Linked DNA regions of Mus musculus: regions 2 and 3 are each linked to region 1. The links are chromatin contacts, called in public promoter capture Hi-C maps. All regions are on one chromosome and are shown on one strand. The core of a region is the stretch at or near the end of the contact, and the rest is flanking DNA. Distances in the headings are between cores, read along the strand shown. Region 1 holds the start of Baat (bile acid-Coenzyme A: amino acid N-acyltransferase). Region 2 overlaps Gm12436 (a long non-coding RNA gene). Region 3 overlaps Gm52718 (a long non-coding RNA gene).

Evidence for each region. Promoter capture Hi-C pulls out the DNA fragments that hold promoters and counts their contacts.
Region 2: a contact with region 1 is called in a promoter capture Hi-C map of liver, with 2.8 times the contacts expected there. The contact joins the enhancer-like site here to the promoter of Baat in region 1. A contact is called at or near these places in 5 of 39 promoter capture datasets (cranial neural crest, hippocampal neurons, liver and 1 more).
Region 3: a contact with region 1 is called in a promoter capture Hi-C map of hippocampal neurons, with 6 times the contacts expected there. The contact joins the enhancer-like site here to the promoter of Baat in region 1. A contact is called at or near these places in 8 of 39 promoter capture datasets (the C10 cell line, cranial neural crest, hippocampal neurons and 3 more), 10 of 484 Hi-C or Micro-C datasets (the 63-12 cell line, B cells, the HL-1 cell line and 3 more), 1 of 115 datasets of contacts at active chromatin or transcription factors (embryonic stem cells) and 1 of 9 other capture datasets (embryonic stem cells).

Annotation. Positions count from the first base shown.
Region 1 is chr4:49,505,110-49,507,809 of GRCm38.p6, reverse strand. Baat (bile acid-Coenzyme A: amino acid N-acyltransferase) reads left to right here and starts at 1,252. Exons shown (of 4, transcript NM_007519.3): 1 at 1,252-1,481.
Region 2 is chr4:48,907,967-48,910,666 of GRCm38.p6, reverse strand. All of the region lies in intron 1 of Gm12436 (a long non-coding RNA gene), which reads right to left. Among named protein-coding and RNA genes, the nearest start is that of Gm12436, 11 kb to the right of the region's middle. Within about 2 kb of position 1,291, at least 3 of the 459 cell types and tissues checked have an H3K27ac peak or open chromatin away from gene starts, as enhancers often do. A contact at or near this core is called in liver, where this site is marked.
Region 3 is chr4:48,778,387-48,781,086 of GRCm38.p6, reverse strand. All of the region lies in intron 1 of Gm52718 (a long non-coding RNA gene), which reads right to left. Among named protein-coding and RNA genes, the nearest start is that of Gm52718, 4.6 kb to the right of the region's middle. Within about 2 kb of position 1,301, at least 22 of the 459 cell types and tissues checked have an H3K27ac peak or open chromatin away from gene starts, as enhancers often do. A contact at or near this core is called in hippocampal neurons, where this site is marked.

The DNA.
Region 1 (2,700 bases), core at 3-2,502:
CTCTTGTCAACTTGGCACACAATCATATTTTCTTAGGTCATGATTAATTTCAAAATGATAACTGTAACCAGATCACAATTAGACCTAAACATAATGTAACTACCCCACACACATTCACAACACATATATTTAACCAGGTCATACTTACCTCTAACATGATATAACTGTCCTTCATACATTCCAGATGTAGTCAAGTTGACAACAAGGAAAAGCCATCATACCTCTCTTCAACAATTCCTCTATTTTTTTCTCATTTTGTTTTTATTTTATGTATGTGGGTGTTTTGCTTGCATGTACATTCATGAACCACCTATGTGCCTCATGCTTCAAAAGTCAGAAAAGAGCATCAGATTATCTGGACCTGGAGTTACGGACAGTTATGAGTCACCGTGTGAGTGCTAGGAATATTCTTCCCCATGGAAGTACTGCCAGTGTTCCTGACCACAGAGCTGTCTCTTCAGCCCCATAATGCAATCAAATATAATTATGTTGAAATTTCCCATCAGGGTATCTGTTTTCCACTCATCGGATTTATTTGCTCCCTTTTTTTCCTACTCCTGCTGTGGCAGACTTTATTCCCAAAAGATTGCAGATGGCAGTACAAATATAAACAGAATAGTGCATGCGTATACATAGCATACCCTCTTCCCTTTCCCTTATTGCTGCTATTTAACTCACTATCAAAAAATCTCTGCTTCCTTCTCCTCATTTGAATTCTAACAGGGCCATATGCCTTCTTCACAAATATAAAATGGCTAAGACTATAGATTTCAGCTGTCTTAACTTTTGCCCTTCCAGCTGTGACGTGAAAAACCCAATCTGGATCATCTAGAAAGACCACAAGGAGGCTCCCATATCCTTGGTGTCCCCAGCTCTGTTCCAGTATTGAGAACAAACATGTGCAGGAGTGAATCCCAGATGATTCTATTCCCTTGCCTTGGAGATTTCCATGTGAAATAACACACACTGTGTCACAGAGACAGCCTCTTTTTTGTTGTTGTTTTACTCTTGTTTTTCTGAGACAGTCTCCCTATGTAGCCCAGGCTGGCTTTAACTTCCCTCCTGCCTCAGTCTCCCTAGTTCTGGGTACACAGGAGCTCTCTGCCACATTCCAGCAAAGGACGTGGTTTCAGAGGACTGTTGCTGTCAAAGACCAGAGTTTGTTAGGGCCTTTCCACACTAGAAGCCCGATGCTTTCATTTTTAGATCTTTATCTCAGGCATTTATTCAAAGTCCAAGTTCCAAGGTCTTAGTCTCTTCTCTGGGTTCAGCCTACTTATATCTGGTTGAGGAGGGAAATACTAAGATATTTTCCTCAGCTCTGACCGAATAGTCTGCATTTTTAAAAACTCTTCCATTATCTACAGTGTTGTCAGAGCCTTGGTTTGAGAGTCTCTGAGAAGTCCTGGGCATCTGTGCTGACCGACAGGGCCTCCTTCTCTAGAGCACACCACGTTCCTGAGGGTTGCTGTAAAACTACTGTAAGTGATTACTACCTCTGCCTTTCCTATGCAGCTTATCCTTTAATGAATTGCTCTGACGCCTGGTAGCTCTCTTATCTATTATCTCTTAGCTCAGCGAACTCTTGATAAGTACATGAAGTTATCATTATCTACCCGCAGAAAATCTTACATCACTTGAAAAACAGTGATATAAGAATCCTATGTTTACCAGATTTTCCTCTATTTGTCATATTTCATAGATAAACCTCATAAAACTTTTATTTTGAACAGGCTATATAGAGTTTTAACTTTTCCTAAGTTCACATATGTATCTATGTAAGTGATTAAATTTTGAAAAGGGCCTTTATATTTACCCAGATAATAAATGTGTTATTGCTCTTCATTTCTTGAAGTAGTATTTACTGAAAATGTATTTTCCCCATTTCCATTCCCCCATGGGACTTTCTTTCTTTCTTTCTTTCTTTCTTTCTTTCTTTCTTTCTTTCTTTCTTTCTTTCTTTCTTTCTCTCTCTCTCTCTCTCTCTCTCTCTCTCTCTCTCTCTCTCTCTCTCTCTTTCTTTCTTTCTTTCTTTGGTTTTTCGAGACCAGGCTGCCTCTGCCTCCCAAGTGCTGGGATTAAAGGCGTGCGCCACCGCGCCTGGCTGGGATTTACTTTCTATAGCCTTCAGGTTTGATGTGTATATTTCATAGGTAAGGAATTGTGAGCATTTTGTTTTATTTACTTGTTTTTCTCTTTCTTTTGAGCACTGTGATTGAGGGGTTATTGTCTCCTGCTTTGTTTAATGTCTTTTTGGTAGGGCCAACTGTCATTTTATGTTTGTTCTTTTCCTCTGCAATGTTTACTTTTCTCTGGCTACATTAAAATTTGCTCTCTGTGTTAAGAGTTTGATTATAATAAGAGCTGGGATTTCTGCTGGGTTTGTCCCCATATTTGTTATACTTCTTGTGACTGTAGCATGGTGGTTTTCAGTGAATTGAGGGGAAATTCAGCCCTAGTATTTTTTTTAAGATTTATTTATTATTATAAATAAGTACACTGTAGCTGTCTTCAGTCATACCAGAAGTGGGCATCAGATCACATTACAGATGGTTGTGAGCCACCATGTGGTTGCTGGGATTCAAACTCAGGACCTTTAGAAGAGCAGTCAGTGCTCTTAACTGCTGAGCCACCTCTCCAGCCCCTCAGGCCCTAGTTTTTAATAAGTATTTCCCCTTTGCTTATCTCTCATATGTCTTT
Region 2 (2,700 bases), core at 42-2,541, 600 kb after region 1:
AGATGACTGTGAGCATCCACTTCTGTATTTGTCAGGCACTGGCAAAGCCTCACAGGAGACAGCTATATCAGGGTCCCTTCAGCAAAATCTTGCTGGTGTATGCAATAGTTGTCTGCGTTTGGTGGCTGATTATGGGATGGACCCCTGGGTGGGGCAGTCTCTGGATGGTCCAAACTTTCGTCTTAGGTAATAAGGACACATGCTTCACTCTGTTCATAGCAGCCCTATTTATAATAGCCAGAAGCTGGAAAGAACCCAGATGTCCCTCAACAGAGGAATGGATACAGAAATTGTGGTACATTTACACAATAGAGTACTACTCAGCTATTAAAAACAATGAATTTATGAAATTCTTGGGCAAATGGATGTATCTGGAGGATATCATCCTGAATGAGGTAACCCAATCACAAAAGAAGTCCCTTGATATGCACTCACTGATAAGAGGATATTAGCCCAGAAACCTAGAATACCCAAGATACAACTTCCAAAACACAAGAAAATCAAGAAGGAATACCAACATGTGGATACTTCATTCCTTCCTAGAATGTGGAATAAAATATCCATGGAAGGAGTTGCAGAGACAAAAGTAGGGTCTTAATTCTGACACATCTTCAGAAGTGGCCTCAGGGGCACCATCTGTCCTGGTGGGTTGATGCACTATTTGTCTGAGAGTTGTTTCTGAAAGGCTAGTCTAGAATCTTTGTATTAAGGTTCTTTCTTCACAAAATACTCATTGTAGTTACCTTCAAAGTAAAGCAGCTTGTATAAGAACCTAGATGTCCTCACTGTGTGTCACATAAGCTTACTGGCCCCACTAGAGAAGCCTTTGCCCTCCTGAAATTTTTTTCAAAGGGGAAACATAAATTTTCAAAGGATCCATCAAGGTGTTTTGAGGGAAAAGTCAGCTCTGGGCCTGACCTTTGCCTACAGAGTTCTGATAGATCTTGAACAGTGCCTGTTATGTAAGAACTGTAATGTTTCCCCTGCCTCATTTCCCTCCTGGGGGCCTCATTTCAGTGCTCAAAAACTAAAACTAGCAAACCAGAAGAGGAGTAAGCATGCAGGACAGAGAGAACTAAATCCCACAGCTTCTAGTCTCTTCTCCACTTGCAAGGTGGCTGCCATGCAGAGGCAGACTTGAGTAGGGAGAGAAGGCTCTACTCTGAACAAAAATTAAATTCACCACTCTTATAACAGACATAATTATTGAACTGTGTTGCTTGGCTTAAATTGACCTTTGGATCTCCTATTATGCAAGAATAAATATTGATCTTATTAGCCTGCTAGAATCCAAGTGAGATGGTAGGAAAAAAACTCATGTGGTAAGCTTGAAAATAAACTAGGGCTCTAAAATGAAACCCTGTTTCATGCCATGCACGGTGCTGGCTCATTTTCAAGGCAATGGCCTTGAACTTCCTGATAGTTACCCTATTAAAAAGAGCAAAATATAATGCTCTTGCTCAGTCTGCCATCTTTTCCCGCATCTTTTTCCTACATTCTCTTGCTTGCTATAAGATAAACTTGTGACATTCCCTAGCCTTCCAACAATTGCTTGTCTCTTGAGTGAGAGGCCACAGCTTGTCACTGCACTCAGAGAATGAATGCTGCATGAGATGATAACATATTTTATTATCAAGGTTAGTTGTTACCTTCAACTGTCAAGGTGCAATCAATAATCTCTCCTCATAAGATTGTTGTGTGTGTTACATTGATTAATATTTGAGAAGATACTTCACAGAGACCAAGACACATAGAGGCCTCTTGGTTGACTCTGCACCAGATTTGAACATGACTTCATGCAGCTCTGTCTCTGAAGCCCAGACTATAAATGCCAAAGGTCTCAAGGTGCACATCATAAACTATCATCTAGCCACCAAGCATCAAAACTCACTTGGATTAACTGAGCATCATCTGACAAAGAGAAAAGTGGATGCTGGGAAGAAGATGAATGCTTGAAGAAAATTAAGCCTGATTGGTAATCAATAGTACAGCTAATCACTTCCCATGAAAGAAATTTACTTTTTACTGAAAATGAATAAGTTGCTCCTAATGTTAAGATGTATCACTGCATTAATATAACTTCAGTGAAATCCCATTAACTTTCTTTGCCTCACTTCCTCTTTCTTTAAAATGGTGGTTATGGTTCTACTTGATGGCTTTTATGACTGCCAAATTAAAAGTTATGTTCCCTATGGGGAAGCTGGACTTGTGGATTTTAATAACATCTTTCTCTCTGTGCAACATTGCTAGCAATAGGAACTTCCGAGGACTTGCACATGGGTGCAACTGCATACTGGTGTGGTGGAGATTATATTTATGAGTTTGTGTAAAATAGCATTAATAATGTCCCTTGTCTACCATATGGCTCAGAAACTGTTTCCTTCTATAGTTTGCAAAAGGAAATCATTCCTATAACTTTGTGAACAACCTTCAAAACTAATTTGAATGGGATCAGAGAGAATTGCAGCAATAATAATGGACATACAGGGGGTGATTTAGAAAATCAAGTCTGAGGTTTCATGGTTGGAGAAATAAAAATAAGTCCCAGGTGTTGCCAGACCGTGTGTACAGAGATCATGACTGCAGGAAGCAGAGTTGCCTAAACCACCCCCCAAGAAAGTTGTTTTCCTTGACATCTGGTTTCAAAGCAAAAATTACAACTAATGAAACTGACCTTTAGTCTCTAAGCAAGTCTACACA
Region 3 (2,700 bases), core at 52-2,551, 730 kb after region 1:
AAAAAAGGTACAGACCAGACAGACCTGAGCAGGGAACATTAAAGAACTGTCGAGGTAGGACTGCAGTGCCAAAGCAGAGGCTTTGTGCTTCCAAACACAAAGATGTGGGGCGCAGTGACCCCCAACCTCCCTACTGCTGTGACTCCTTAGTACAGCTCCTCATGGTGTGGGGACCCCCAACTATAAAATTATTTTTGTGGCTACTTCATAACTGTCATTTTGCTCCTGTTATAAATCATAATGTAAATATCTGATATGCGACCCTTGTGAAAGGGTTATTTAACCCCCAAAGGCGTCTCGACCCACAGGTTAAGAAGAGCTGGTGTGGCAGGTACTCAGAGCAATCTAGTAGATGAGGAAAATCTTCCTGGAGAAGGAGGAGTCCAACTTCATTGTGAAGACGGAAAAAAACTGGCGAGATGTGACAGAAGATAATTGTTCTCTTAAGGAGTCTGGCAACTTCTTAATACAGGACTGTGTGTGTAACAGGATGTTATCTTTAAAGGGTTTCCCATATGCATGCTTAAACCTAACACATCCAAAGTATGGTGCCAGCTCGAAAGAGGTGGCTGGAGAATTAAAACCACATACTGCTCTTCAAAGGAGTCAAGTCTGATTCCCAGCACCCATGACAAGAAACTCACAACTTCCTATAACCCCGACTGTAGGAGATCTAGCACTCTCTTCTAACTCCCTTGGGCACCTGAACTCACATGCACATATTCACACACGGACACAGACATATACACAATTAGAAATAAATCTTTTTTTATATAAGTATGGTGCTTCTGAAGCTGGAGAGGCCACAGAGCAATAATCTGCAGAGGCAGTAGTCATAGAACAGAGCAGTGCTGGTTAGTGGGAGCAACCAACTGGCCCTGTCATAGGGATCTGAGAACAAGAAGGCCAATGAATAGGCTGTGTAGAAAACGGCTGTGCCTGCTCAGTGCATCTGAGACACCACATCACTGGGACCATTGAGGAGAAGCAGAAAGCAAGGGTTTTGCAAAGGCTTGCAATGGCAAATGGAAGCAGACCCAAAGAAATAAAAATTTAAATAATAAAGGTTTCAGAGGCTGCTGCACATAACCAAGAATGAGTAAATAAAGCAAGAAAGATACATCACCCCGTCCTGTCAGTCAACATTTGGTCCAATCTGCATGTGCATTTATTTTATCATCTCGTGTTAATTTGTCATCATTATCACTTACCAATACCCATTTCTTGAAAGCAACCTATTTTGGGAGTGATCGCTTCCTACCACAAATGAGGCTGCTTTAATGGCTCCAGTGAGTAGCAATCTAATGGGGCCGACAGCGGCTGCTAGCAGGAGCACAGACAGATGCACGCCGACCTCTTTTGTGTGGCAACGCTCTGCTAATTGGGTCTAATGGAGGAGTTGGAGGCATTCTCCTTCTGTTTTCCAAATGATATTAATGTCTTCATGAGGTTAATGAAACCGCTAACACCAGCCAACCGTGAAAAGTTTCCTGCATAATACAATCCACCTATTTGGGATCTTATGCAAACACAAGTTATTCTTGTCATGGTTGGGCTTACGATGCATACTACTGGGATTTCTACTTCTTTTCTTTCCTAAAGACCAGAATCAGAGGGCAAAGGATCTGATCTGATTTGGATTCCAAGGTTAAGATTGTCCCAAGATTTAACCAGAGGCTTTATGGTCTCTACCGCCCCCTGCCGGCCAGATGAAGGAGGCTTTCAAGACCCCTTGGGACTTGGAGTACCAGAAGAGAAAACATGAAGAGCTATTATTTGTTTTTTGGCTTGAGGCTTTGTTTGGTTTTGAGACATCATAACATCACTTCTCCATTCCCTTTTGCCCCTCCAAACCCTCCCATACACCCTTCCTCTCTTTTTTCAAACTCATGGGGTGTTTTTTTTTCATTAATTATTGTTACGTGGGGGAGGAGGGGGTGGTACTCTTGTATGCATAAATACTTCCTGATCAGACTGTATCACGAATGATACCTGTATGTATGTTTTCAGACACGACTATTTGGTATTGCTTAACCACCTGGTGTGCTCTTCTCTGGGGAAGACTATCTCTCCCACTGTAGTTCTTTGTATGGAATTGAGGTCTCATGGTTTCCCCCCACCCCTGTCCATTTTGGCATGTCCATTATTGTTGTTCTCATTCAGCTCATGTCTAGGCAGTCATGTTGGTGAAGCTTTAGGGGACATTGCTAGAAGACACAATCTCACAGCAAGCTTTCTCATCCTTTGTTTCTTACAATCCCCTTCTTCAGTGAACCCTGAGTGTTAGATGTGGGAATCATTTTGTAGGTGTACTCATTGGGACCAGTTTCCATGACTCTGAATTTTGATTGACAGTAATTTTCTATAATGTTTCTGCCTCTTGCAATAATAAGTATCCTTGGTGAGGGATGAAGACTGTAGTTACCTGTGGTCAAATATGTAGAGTATAGTTAGGGAGATGTTGGTTTAACAAAGTCCTGGTTGTGTGTTCTCTTCAAGTATCTGTGCTTTCACCAGCCCTGAGTGGTTGGCTAGGTTCCAGTATCAGGCATGATTTCCTTCTTGTTAAGTGAGTTTTAGATCCAATTAGAGAGCTGTTGGTTCCTGCCAAGGTCTGCATGCCTCTACTGCACCTTTGGGGTCATCGTGCCATGCTGGCCATCGTTGTGGGCCATAGGAGTCATATAGGGGTAAGACCAT